3 separate regions of the Sus scrofa genome follow, and regions 1 and 2 are each linked to region 3. The links are chromatin contacts, called in public HiChIP or PLAC-seq maps. All regions are on one chromosome and are shown on one strand. The core of a region is the stretch at or near the end of the contact, and the rest is flanking DNA. Distances in the headings are between cores, read along the strand shown. Region 1 has its middle 110 kb from the start of NR3C1. Region 2 overlaps ARHGAP26 (rho GTPase-activating protein 26). Region 3 overlaps ARHGAP26 (rho GTPase-activating protein 26).

What was found. HiChIP or PLAC-seq counts read pairs in DNA pulled down with a chosen protein or histone mark.
Region 1: a contact with region 3 is called in an H3K27ac HiChIP or PLAC-seq map of skeletal muscle. The contact joins two enhancer-like sites. A contact is called at or near these places in 2 of 2 datasets of contacts at active chromatin or transcription factors (alveolar macrophages and skeletal muscle).
Region 2: an H3K27ac HiChIP or PLAC-seq map of skeletal muscle shows a contact between it and region 3. The contact joins two enhancer-like sites. A contact is called at or near these places in 1 of 47 Hi-C or Micro-C datasets (embryonic fibroblasts) and 1 of 2 datasets of contacts at active chromatin or transcription factors (skeletal muscle).

Annotation. Positions count from the first base shown.
Region 1 is chr2:144,821,541-144,825,232 of Sscrofa11.1, forward strand. It overlaps a transcript of NR3C1 not described here. Among named protein-coding and RNA genes, the nearest start is that of NR3C1, 110 kb to the right of the region's middle. Within about 2 kb of position 1,256, at least 1 of the 83 cell types and tissues checked has an H3K27ac peak or open chromatin away from gene starts, as enhancers often do. A contact at or near this core is called in skeletal muscle, where this site is marked.
Region 2 is chr2:144,704,985-144,708,758 of Sscrofa11.1, forward strand. All of the region lies in intron 20 of ARHGAP26 (rho GTPase-activating protein 26), which reads left to right. Among named protein-coding and RNA genes, the nearest start is that of NR3C1, 220 kb to the right of the region's middle. Within about 2 kb of position 1,882, at least 24 of the 83 cell types and tissues checked have an H3K27ac peak or open chromatin away from gene starts, as enhancers often do. A contact at or near this core is called in skeletal muscle, where this site is marked.
Region 3 is chr2:144,569,109-144,573,255 of Sscrofa11.1, forward strand. The region is part of intron 12 of ARHGAP26 (rho GTPase-activating protein 26); the gene reads left to right. Among named protein-coding and RNA genes, the nearest start is that of ARHGAP26, 270 kb to the left of the region's middle. Within about 2 kb of position 1,368, at least 14 of the 83 cell types and tissues checked have an H3K27ac peak or open chromatin away from gene starts, as enhancers often do. A contact at or near this core is called in skeletal muscle, where this site is marked.

The DNA.
Region 1 (3,692 bases), core at 6-2,505, 250 kb after region 3:
TTCATATAATCCAGTTAGGAGCTTCATATTAACAATTTCTCAGTAGTGCTTAAGAGCATGGACTCTAGAGCCAGATGCCCGTGTTTTCTGTTTTTTTTTTAAATCCTACTTAACCACTTCCAAGCTTTGGTGAAGCAAGTTAGTCAGTTGTTTAAGCAGTCTCTTTGTATAAATACAATGAAGTTAATAGTAGCACTTCATAGGGCTGCTAAATTTAAATGAGATAATATATTGAAACACGATGCTTGGCTCAGTAAATTAAAACAATAGTTTAATTTAAAAGCAGGAAAGCAATACCACTTCCCTAGGAGTTTGTAGACAAGTGACATTCTCTGACATGTGATAAATGGCCTAATTACAAAGATTTTTCATTGAAACGTCAATAAAATGGCAGCCAGCAGCTATGAATCAGTTACTTTAACTCTGAGCTTGTTCCTTTTTTATAAAATGGAGTTATTATCTTCAACATTTGTTTTTATTTCATTCATCTATTGGGTGAGGAATATAACTGGTATAATGCATGTGAAAGTGTTCTACAAATATAAGATTAATACTTGAAGTATAAAACAATAATGTTCATACATACTGGTGCCGTATCTGGTATTTCTGCATTGTACCTTGAAACACTGGAAAAGGAGGTTTCTTTTATACACTTTTGCAAGGGACTGAGGGTAGCAATAGTATTTTTCTTATTCTGTCTTCATTATTTATCATATGGTATGTACACAGCAAATGCTTGGTGCACATGATGGGTAGGGCAAACGTGGTTTTAAAATCATAATATGCCTTTTTCCTAGTGATGGAGGCCACTCATGGAGAAAAGAGTATTTATAGGAAGGTTTGTTAGATTATCCAGTGCATGGATATAACCTGAACACAATATGCTTTTGGAACTACTATACTCTAGTTTGTATAGAATAGCTGGTTTCCTTTTTTCCTCCCTTCTGCCTTTATTGCCTGTAGTTTGCAACACTGTTTTACTTACTACATATTTATGCCCTTTTTTTGGGACAGTTGATTTTTTAAGGAAGATAAGAATTTTGCCTAGATAACATTTTATTTACATAAATGTCATTTTTCATGATAAAGACTGATATCTGGAGAAGGCTTGGAAACGAGTTCTTCCTTCCCCTGTAAAGCTTTGCAGTAATTGGCACATGACCATTTGAGGCATGGAAGGGATATTTCTGGGGCCTCTGACACTGGGGTTAAGGTCATTCTGAATTTATGCCATACTGGCATGCAAACGTTGCCACGCTGACATTTACTGTCCATGCTAGCTAGCATCTTATGCTTCCTAAAGTGATAACTCCAGGGCTTCAGTAGAAGAAGGGGGAAAAGAACCAGGAAAACCGGAATTGCATGAGTTCTACACAAGCATTTTGGAGTCATACAATGAAAAAGCAGATTTTTTATTATGATGTTTCTCCATATTTGGCATTGCTGTAAATGGCTAACTAACATTTACTGCCAACTCAGTACAAATGTGTGGTTTGGTAATACCAGAACAGCAAATTTAAATGAAAAATAAAAGTTAAACATTTCCACACAAGATTTTACAATCTGACATTTCACTGTGTAGGTAAAAAGACATTGTTTTTCTTTTTTTTTTCTTTTTCCTTTTTTTTTTTTTACTACAGATTATTATTCAGCATGAATAAAAAACTACAACTTTTATTTTTAAACAGGAGTCACTGGTTTTAATTTTTACACATTTTAAAATTACTGTGATAAAAAATAATGAAAAAGCTTCTTAATAATGCCATACACAGTATAATATAGATTTGTCCCCATTATATAGCATTTGTTTAATATACAAAATAGAATATTGACACACTTGAATCTATATGTAGTTAAGCAAGTTATTTGAGGAGGGTATTTTCATACGGCCTTTCATCAGAAAATAAAATCCTTCTTTCAGGCATCTTCTAGAGAGAAGCTAACTAATCCTTTGCCCAACACCTGATCCAGGCTGGGAAATCTTGAAACTTCCATTACCAAGTGGTTAAAGTGTCCTCCTTACACTCTTATTTTCTCTTCCACCTCTCAAACCAGGCACAGAAAAACACATTCGTCTATAGCTACAGTCTTTTGGGTGACCCACCGAGATCAAAATCTCACTAGGGGCTGCCACAGTTCTTGAATTTCGACAGATCAAAGTATAATAATAATGTTCATTCCATGGTGATGTAATTTTAGGATATTTAACAAAGAACTAAAATGATAAGACTTATGGTAATAGGATGTATAGATAGATAAGTAAAATTGGAATTGCCCATTCTTCCATCCCCCAGTTCTGAAGTGAGGCTGGCTTTCCTTTATGTGTATGTCCAGAGCTCATCCTACACAAAATATTAAGCTCTTTATGGACACTAATCATGATGGTTTTTCTTCTGGGGTACCATTTTTGTTTGTTTTTCCAGGAGAAAGCAGGTGCTCTTTTGAAGTTCCCCTCCATAGTTTTAGACAGTTGGGTATGTCCCATAGTAAGGCCTAGGAACACCAAGAGAGTCACTTTTTTCCGCCACTAGTTATAAATACTTTTTGGGATTTGTTGTGAGTATCTAGGCATGTTACCTCTCACTGAAATTACAACAGACTTCAATAGTTTGGGATGGCAAGATACCGCATACATAGAAAATGAAGCTGCTTTCAAATAGCACCATAGCTTTATCACTTAAGTCCATGATTATATTCAAACATAACTAAGATAACCTCTTTCCCACATATTCCAAAAGGTCACAGCTTTTTTTCCCCATTTTTTTTTCATTTAATGTGCAGCCTCTGCTAGTTTTATGAATGTCAGTTCATTTCCTTTTAACAACAAAGTGCACATACCTTTTATTCACTAAGCTCTATTTTTTGGGGAGCCAAGGTTGTTGGGACTAAAATTAATGTGTGATGTGCTTTCAGGTTTTAACCATATAACATTCTATAAATGAATAGTAATTTATCTTTTCAGAAGCTTTTTTTTGAAACTTAACACTGTCATTGAAAATAATATTCAAGCAGTATTTCTTAGGCACCAAAAATTTCACATCCAACTGGGTAACAAACTATCTTAAAATACTTTGAGATCAATTTAAACCCTTACAAAAGGAACAGTCCCTTTTAGAGAGCATTCAAAAAGCAAATGATTACATTTTTTTATTAAATAATTTCCTCAAAATACTGAAAAATAACAACATTCAAAAAGCATTCAAAGAAAACAAAAACATGTTCTTGTTTTAATTGGAAATGGACTCTTGGAGGAAAGAGAGGAATTAGTGTATTATTGGCAACCTATGAGATTCTGCACTATTTACATATTGCTGGTACCTCTATGCATATTATTGCCCAACTTCTAAAGCCTCTATTTTTATTAAACTGTGGAGAGGCTGTATGTGGTGATGCCTGTTAGTGTGCAAGCACCACCTTTCTGTCCCTTGTTCACAGACTTGAGCGTGAGGGGAGGTTTAGGAAACTAAACCCACGTGGACAGACTCACTGTTGGAATGAGGAGGGTGGTCATTCTGGGAGGCAGAGGATTAATTCCTCTGCGATCGATCGGAATGGGATGGAGCCTCAGCAGCCTTCACTGCACACGGGGCCAGTCTCCATCTCCCTCTTCCTCTAGAGCAAACCCATTGGGTTTCTGAGACCACTGCTGCCTGTATGAATGCTCGCACACACTATAAATCATATAGGATATC
Region 2 (3,774 bases), core at 632-3,131, 140 kb after region 3:
ATCCCTGGCCTCGCTCAGTGAGTCAAGGATCTGACGTTGCCATGAGCTGTGGTGTAGGTTGCAGATGTGACTTGGATCTGGTGAGGCTGTGGCTGTGGCTGTGACTGTGGCCAGCAGCTATAGCTCCATTCGACCCCTCACCTGGGAACCTCCTATGCCATGGGTGCAGCCCTAAAAAGCAAAAACCAAACAAATCTATTAATGTATTTTTTGCGCGGGGTTGGCGGGGGGGGGGCAACAGGGAGTTCCCATCCTGACTTAGAGGTAACAAACCTGGCTAGTATCCATGAGGATGTGGGTTTGATCCCTGGCCTTGCTCAGTGGGTTAAGGATCCTGCATTGCTGTGAACTGTTGTGTAGGCCCACAGCTACAGCTGTGATTCAACCCCTAGCCTGGAACTTGGAAATGCCCTAGGAACTTGCATATGCCCTGGGTGTGGCCCTAGAAAGACGTTGTGTGTGTGTGTGGTGGTGTGGGCATATTTACATATACAAGTAAATAAATATTTTTTCAATCTAGATTTCCAGTGTCTTTGGCCACACTAAATCCATACGTTGCTTGGTAATAGAAGATGCTCTTCTTACCAGCCCACTTCAATCCTTTCTATCTAGAAAGCCTTTGGTGGGTTACCTGTGGCCAAGAGTCTTTGCAGCCTCTCCCATTAAGAGGCGGAGTCCTTGAATCTAGGTGGGCCTTTACCCTCTGACTGTTTTGACCAACTCTAAGCCCAGGCCCTCTTGGACCCCAGATGCCATGTCAAGAGCCCAGGCCAGCCTACTCAAGGACGGAGGACGACTAGCAAGAGGGCCTGCGGCCCCAGCCAAGCCCGACACCCCCAGCCACGCATCAGTGGATACAACCACATGAGTGAGTCCAGGAAAGACCAACAGAAAAGCTGCCCAATTAACCCACAGATTCGTGGCAAAGAATACACCAGGGTTGTTTCAAGCTGCTGAATGTAGGCCAGTTCTCTCAGCGATAGTTAACTGACCCAAGTCAGAGTCACAGGCAGCTGCCTTGGGATGGGGCTGGGGCTGGGCTGCGCAGGAAGGTAGAAGCCATGGGAGCTTCTCGCTGTAGCACAGTGGTACGTGGAGATTAGCCCTTCCATTTGCAGAATCTTCTTTGAAAGAAAATGACTCATAAATGAGATTCTAAGAAGTTAGGAAACAAAACAAAACCCACAGCTAATGGCTGAGGCAACAAGAAAGATAGTTCTAACATTGGCGTGCAAAGCCGGAAAGCCTGGGTTTGATCCTGGCACCACCAGTGACTGTCCATCCGGTGACAGTCCTTGGCCCTAAGCCTTCCCCTGAAGGCGGAAGGAGTGGGGCTGACCTGTCCCTGAGAATGGAGATGCTTCACCGGGTGCTCACGGAGGGCTGCAGAACTAGAAGCCACTCTCCTCTCCCAGTGACAAATAGCGTTGGCATCAGGCCACCGCTTTTCTGGAAGATCTTGATTTTTAAGGAGGAAGTAAACAAATGCTGAGAAAGAAGTCAGGGGATGTCCCATGAGGCACTAAAGATACTGCAGTAATTCCCCCAAATTAAAAACCACGAGGGGGATGCTTTTTTCTGACCGCTGGGGTAGGGGTGGCGGGGCTTGTTAGGATTAAGAGAAGGCGGTGAGGACAGAGCACGGTTCCAGCAGTGGAGGAACCCAGCCTTGGAGTTCTCCCTGCCTAAGTGGTCCCCACCCCTAAAAAATAACTCACTGCCCAGTAGCCCCATAAATGAAACTAATTTTTCTCATCCTTTCCGCTTAACACACACACGCATTTGCAAGTTATTTCTGGTGACCTAAAAGCTGTGTGCATGCCAAATGCCTTCACACGCTGCCAGAGTCAACCGTCCCGTCCGGTTTTAGTGGCCAGTGAGCGGCTAGAGCACAGGCCCTGGAATTCAGAGGATAAACAAGGCCCGCTTCCAGGCGGAGCTGTTTCTCTGGAGCGCCGTTGGCTCCTTCTGAATTTGATTCGGCGACTCTCAGATGCAACCTGGGGCGAGCTTTTGCCTGGGGAGAGAGAGCTCCAATTTTACTTATGGTTTACCTGTTCAGGCGAGATTCGCTCAACAAAAATGGTTGGAACACTGGCTGTGGGCCCAGCGTCATTCTGCGTGCTGAAGAAAGGGTGACTTAAAGAAAAAAGAAATTAGATGGCGCTCTTGTTGTGGCTTAGTGGGTTAAGAACCCAACTTAGCGTCCTTGTGGATGCAGGTTCGATCCCTGGCCTCGCTCGGTGGGTTAAGGATCCGGCATGGCTGTGGCTGTGGCTGTGGCACAGGCCAGGGCGGCAGCTCCAATTCAGTCCTAGCCCGGGACCTTCCATCTGCTGCGGGTGTGGCGCTAAAAAGAAAGAAAAAATTAGAGTTTCTGCTCTCATTGATTTTATATTCTTGTGGAGACAGAAGGAAGTCAGTGTCTCGTATATCAGATGTTGAGAAGTTGAGCTTCGGGGGGCCTCTCCCACACTGTCCTTTCTGCCCCTCTGTTCCCCCAATCCTGATGTGTATGTTTCAGGTGCTAAGAGATGGTCCAGGCTGTTCTTCTGCCCATCTTCCCCCACCAGCCTCCTGTCTTGACAGCCTGGAGCTCTCTGGCAGTCCCTGAAAAGGAGGAACGTCTCCTCCGGAGGCAGGTGGTGCCCACCTTCAACCTGGACCCGCTGGGGTAGGTAGGCAGGCGTGTTCCTGAAACTTTCAGAAACCTCTGCATCCCACGGGGTACCTGATAAGCTGCATGCCTACCTGTTATTTATTGAGACCACATGAATCACTAAATGAATAATATGCATTAGACAAGGGATAACTCACGGCCTCTGTTTTAAAAGGAATTTTACCCATCTAAGTGCTATTTGATGCCAAAAGAGTTACACCCAAACAGGCAGCTGTGATTTCGCTGCAGGGATCTCTGTTTGTCGTTCTTTGGGATGCAGGGATTTGAAAGAGGTTGTTTTCCTGGGCGGTTGGATCCGTTTTCTGTGGGAGAGGGCTTTCCCTGTGAGAGCGATCCTGCTTCTTATGCAGCTTTTGCTGAAAAGATCCCTTCAGACAGTTTTGCCTGAAAACCTGGTGGGTGCTTCCCACCTGGAGAAAGAGCTGGAAAGCATGATAATTTTCATAGGGAATCGTTTGCCTGTGCTTCCTGCTCCTCACAACCCGCACGGTGCTTCCAGCCTGCTCCTTCGGGGTCATGTCTTGGCCAAGCCTGGAATCATCCCTCTTACCCCTCGGACTCTGAGGCCACCACCGCCACACTTTCTCCACGTGCCAGGCCCCGCTCCCCTGACGTTTTCGGAGACTGTCACTGATGGGACCTGCACTCTTGTCTTCTGAGAGGCTTCCTGGCAGCGTTTCCCCTTCCCCAGCCAAGATCTCTGTGGCCAGGTAGGAGCCCAACTGGCCTCCCTTGGGGGAAGATGGAGATCCCTGCCTGGTGACCCATCTGATTTTTACTGGTTCATTTTTACATGCTTCATGACCCAGCGGGATTTCTGTCCCAAGCACCAGGGCTGTCAGTGCCACTCGGATCTGTCCAGCCCGCTGGCGGGGTTGCAGGGGGAGGTGGGGAGTGTGGAGGCAGGAACCACACACCATTCCCCGGCTCAGCCAGCATCCCCGTTTCCCAGCGGACTGGACGTCACGAAGGGGACCAAGTTTGCCTTCCCATGGATTGTTTTCTTCCCCCCACTTTATAAGCTCAGATCGTGCAAAGGGTCTGCATTGTCGCCATTAGACTCATTACTCTTGCCAACTAATCCTAAACAACCC
Region 3 (4,147 bases), core at 118-2,617:
GCGCATCAAAGTGGCCTAGCTTCAGCCCACCTGGGGCAAGACAGCACACCTCGACTGAGGGTTTCGAGAGGACTCAGGAGATGGAATTACAGAAGGGACATCACGGGACCCACCAGGACAAGAGAGGACAGAGGCCCACGCCCTGCCCTGCTCTGGGACACATTTCTATAATAAAGGACCTAGGAACTGGGAGGGGCAGGGACACATCGAAGGAGACCCCCTGCCCAGACCTGAAGCTTGCCTGTAACTTTTTTTTTGCCTTTTCTAGGGCCGCTCCCGCGGCATATGGAGGTTCCCAGGCTAGAGGTCTAATAGGAGCTGTAGCTGCCGACCTACACCAGAGCCACAGCAACGCTGATCCGAGCCGCGTCTGCCACCTACACCACAGCTCACGGCAATGCTGGATCCTTAACCCACTGAGCAAGGCCAGGGATCGAACCTGAAACCTCATGGTTCCTAGTCAGATTCGTTAACCACTGTGCCACGACGGGAACTCCTTGCCTGTAACTTTTGACGTTATGAATCTGCTTCTCCCTCCTTGAGATACATACCGGTAGATTTAAAAGATGACCGTGCTTCTGCTGGTGGGCATGCCAGCTGGTTTTACCATATCGTAATATGTATTAAGTATCTGGGGACTATGTATTAAAAGCCTTTCAAAAGTAAATATCCTTTGACCCAGCAGTTTGTCCTGACGGATAGATGGGAATGCAAAGACATTTCTGTAAAGAAGTTCATTGGCGCATCGGTCACGATAGCAAAGAATCGGAGACAGTCTAAATGGTTAATAAGACACTGATGACAAATAGCAGAGAGCACTATGGACCCTCTAAAAAGAACAGGCGAGATCTTGGTATATTTGCCAAAACGGTGCCCTCCGTATATTGTTCCCTTACGTTTTTAAAACTCAGGTGGTGGAACCATGTGTGGATAAAAATAAATGACTTGCCTTGTCTAGAGACATTGAGAGGCACAGTCCTGGAGACGCTTCCTCGTCAAAGTCTTAATCAGCACAGGGGGTAGATTGCTGGGAGACACCGACCTTCACCTTGAAATATTTCTCTATGCTTTGCATTGTCAACAGCGAGTGTATTTTACAATAATAGCTGTTCATGGATAGCGCTTACCGGCTCCTCACTGTGTTTCAGGGTTTTTATGCACATTAGCTCCTCTGATGCTTTTGCACTGCTCTGCGAGGTGCTTTTGACCTACTTTGTAGATTAGGAAATTGAGATTGGTCAATGCAGGAGATGTGATTTAATCTGAGTTCTGCCTGGCTCTAATTTAACTCTGCTGTTAACCACAGGGATATTCTACCTCCCTAGGAAAAGAACAACACAGAAGGTTCCGTTTGTGGAAACAAGGCGCGTGCAGCATGTGGCTCTTGCCATTGTTATTCACAGGGGACAGAGTTGGCTGCCTTGAGTCTCTACTGATTCTTCAGCTGCTCACCTTTTCATATGGGAAGCGGGAGAGGACAGATGGGTTAAACATACCGGTCACTTTTCCAGGAGTAGTTTAGAAAAATTATTTTTCTAGGGTGCTCTTGTTCTAGAAACTGCTCTGTTCACTGATTTCCAAGCTGGCTACACCAGAGAAGTGCTCCGGTTAGGGTTAGGGTTAGGACTTCTTTTGACATCACACGAGCCTTAGCTTCGTTTCCCCTCTGCTGCCAAGCCCGTTCCCTTTCCAATTCCTGCCGAGGTGACGTGAGTTTCACCGCACCCCACGCAGTGGCGCTCCTCCGCCACAGGTGGCGCTGTTGCCCAGGCTCTGGTGGTTTTGCAGCTGTGTATGAGGCAATTGAAACACTTAAAGGTAAGAAGTCTATAGGATATGAATTTAAACGTGGGATGCTGTGCTGTTACCTTTTAAGAGCCAGATTCCAAATGTTGGGCCTTTTCCTTTCTGGAAAATGGTTTGGTGAGAACTCAAATGCCAGCATTTCACCACAGAACCAGCATATTTTGAAGTGACAGGTAGCAGGAGGGAATTCCTTCGGGGACAGTTCTGAATTTGTTGCTTTTATCTTGAAGTTTCTCTCAGGGCATACAGTGCCTGTGGGATGTCAGGCAGGGCCATAATTAATGGCTGGCAGCTGCTGGTGTTTTCCAAATGGCCCAGTTGCCAAGGAGGGGATGACAGCAGATAAATGCATGCACATTTCTTTGCAGAGACTTTTCTCCCCTTTGCTTTCTTCTCTCTTCTCTTTGGATCTCGGGTCCAGAGAGAGAGAATTAGTCTTGCTCCCTGGCTTGTGGCACGGGATCCTCACAGGCTCCTCCTTAAGTCACTCACTCACTTCTCTTTTAGTTCTTTTCCCAACTCCTATTCCTGTCCTCCCGCAGTCCACCGTTCTATTGTGTACTTTTAACGTGTACTCTTGCCAATTCATGTCTTTCATGTACTTGTGGGGTGTTTTGTTGTTGTTGTTGTTGTTTGTTTGTTTGTTTCATTTTGTTCATGGCTGCACCTGCAGCATATGGAAGTTCCTAGGCTAGGGGTCTGAATCGGAGCTGCAGCTTCCAGCCTACACCACAGCCACAGCCACACCGAATCCAAGCCACATCTGCGACCTACCCCACAGCTCACGGCAATGCCAGCTCCTTAACCCACTGAGCAAGGCCAGGGATTGACCCCACATCCTCACAGACATGGATTCTTAACCCGTGATCCACAACAGGAACTCCTACCTGTGTGGGTTTTTGTTTTTGTTTTTGTTTTGTTTTGTTAATTCTTTGATTATCGTTGATTTACATTATTCTGTCCTACCTGGGGTTTTCTGTCGTGTAAATGGTTGTAGTCCTTGTTGTGTTTCCCTGGAGGTTCTCACAGAGGGGGCATGGGCGCAGATGTCGCTGCGGTATTGTCGGGGTTTACCCTGGAGGAGAGTAGTGTCCGCTTCGTTGGAGGGAAGGTGCTCAGGTCGTGACCTAGAGCCGTCTCTCCGGGGCCTCCAGCCCCACGGGAAGAGTTCCCCCTTCCTGCTAACTCTGGCCATTATCCAACTCTCTCTCTTTTTTTTTTTTTGCCAGTCTAGTAGGTAGAAAAGGATAGCTCATCCTTGTCTTGATTTGTAGTTCTCTGATAATCAGTGAGTTTAAATATCTCTTCATAGGCCTGTTTACTGGGTGTCCGCTTCTATTTTCTGCCTCTTTGTGTCCTTTGCCCATTTTGCTATTGCCTGTTACCTCTTCTTCATTGCCGATTTGTAAAGTTCCTTGTGCTCTAGGATTCATTCCTTGTTAGTTGCAGCTATTTTAAATAGATGTTTCCGTGTTGCCATCTGACAATAGTATATGTGACCTCTTCCTCCCTTGATCATAAAGCCTTTTTAATCTTCGAAAACATTTCCCCGCTGGTTTATGATCGTCGAGCTGTGTTTTAAAGAAGGCCTCTTGGTCTGACCCATGGCACAAAGCTCTGCACCCACATTTTCTTTGGTTGGCTTCATGATTTTTGTCTTTCACAGGTAGGTTTCGAATCCATCTGATACCTACCACCATATATGGTGTTTCATGAAGATTCAGCTTTATTTTTATCCACGTGGAAAGCCGGTTTTCCCAATAACATCTTGGAAACGGCCATTTCTCCCCCTCTGTGACCTGTGATAGCGGCTGTAGTGTGTGCTAGGTTTGCATGTGTGAGCTCCGCCCCTGAGTTCTTTATGCCCTTGGTCTGTCAGTTCTTGTGATCATACCTCTCTAGTTTTAATATGATGACTTTGGGGTGAGTCTTAATATCTGGTCATTGGTTTCCTCTGTTGATTCCCCTTAAGGGTTGACGTAGCTGCTTATGGACCTTTACCCATCTCTATAAAGTAAGTTTGAGACGTGTCTCAAAAACTTCAATTTTTCACGTAGGATTGCACCGAACTGTACAGACTCACCTGTGGAACATGGACACCTGTGGACTCCTCACTCACCTCCTCCAAGGGCTTGGAATGCCCTTCCGTCTCATCACACCTTTATTAGAGTTTTGGTTTTCTGCCGAGAGGCTCTTCTGTGTTCTTGGTTGCGTTAATCCCTAAGTACGCAATTCAAAAACCAGTCTGCTGTTTTTGCCAGTCCTGCAATGGCCTCTTGACCGTGGATTCTGCCCTCAGGAACCTTCCCTAGATTTGTTCCTGGATTGTCAGCAACATACA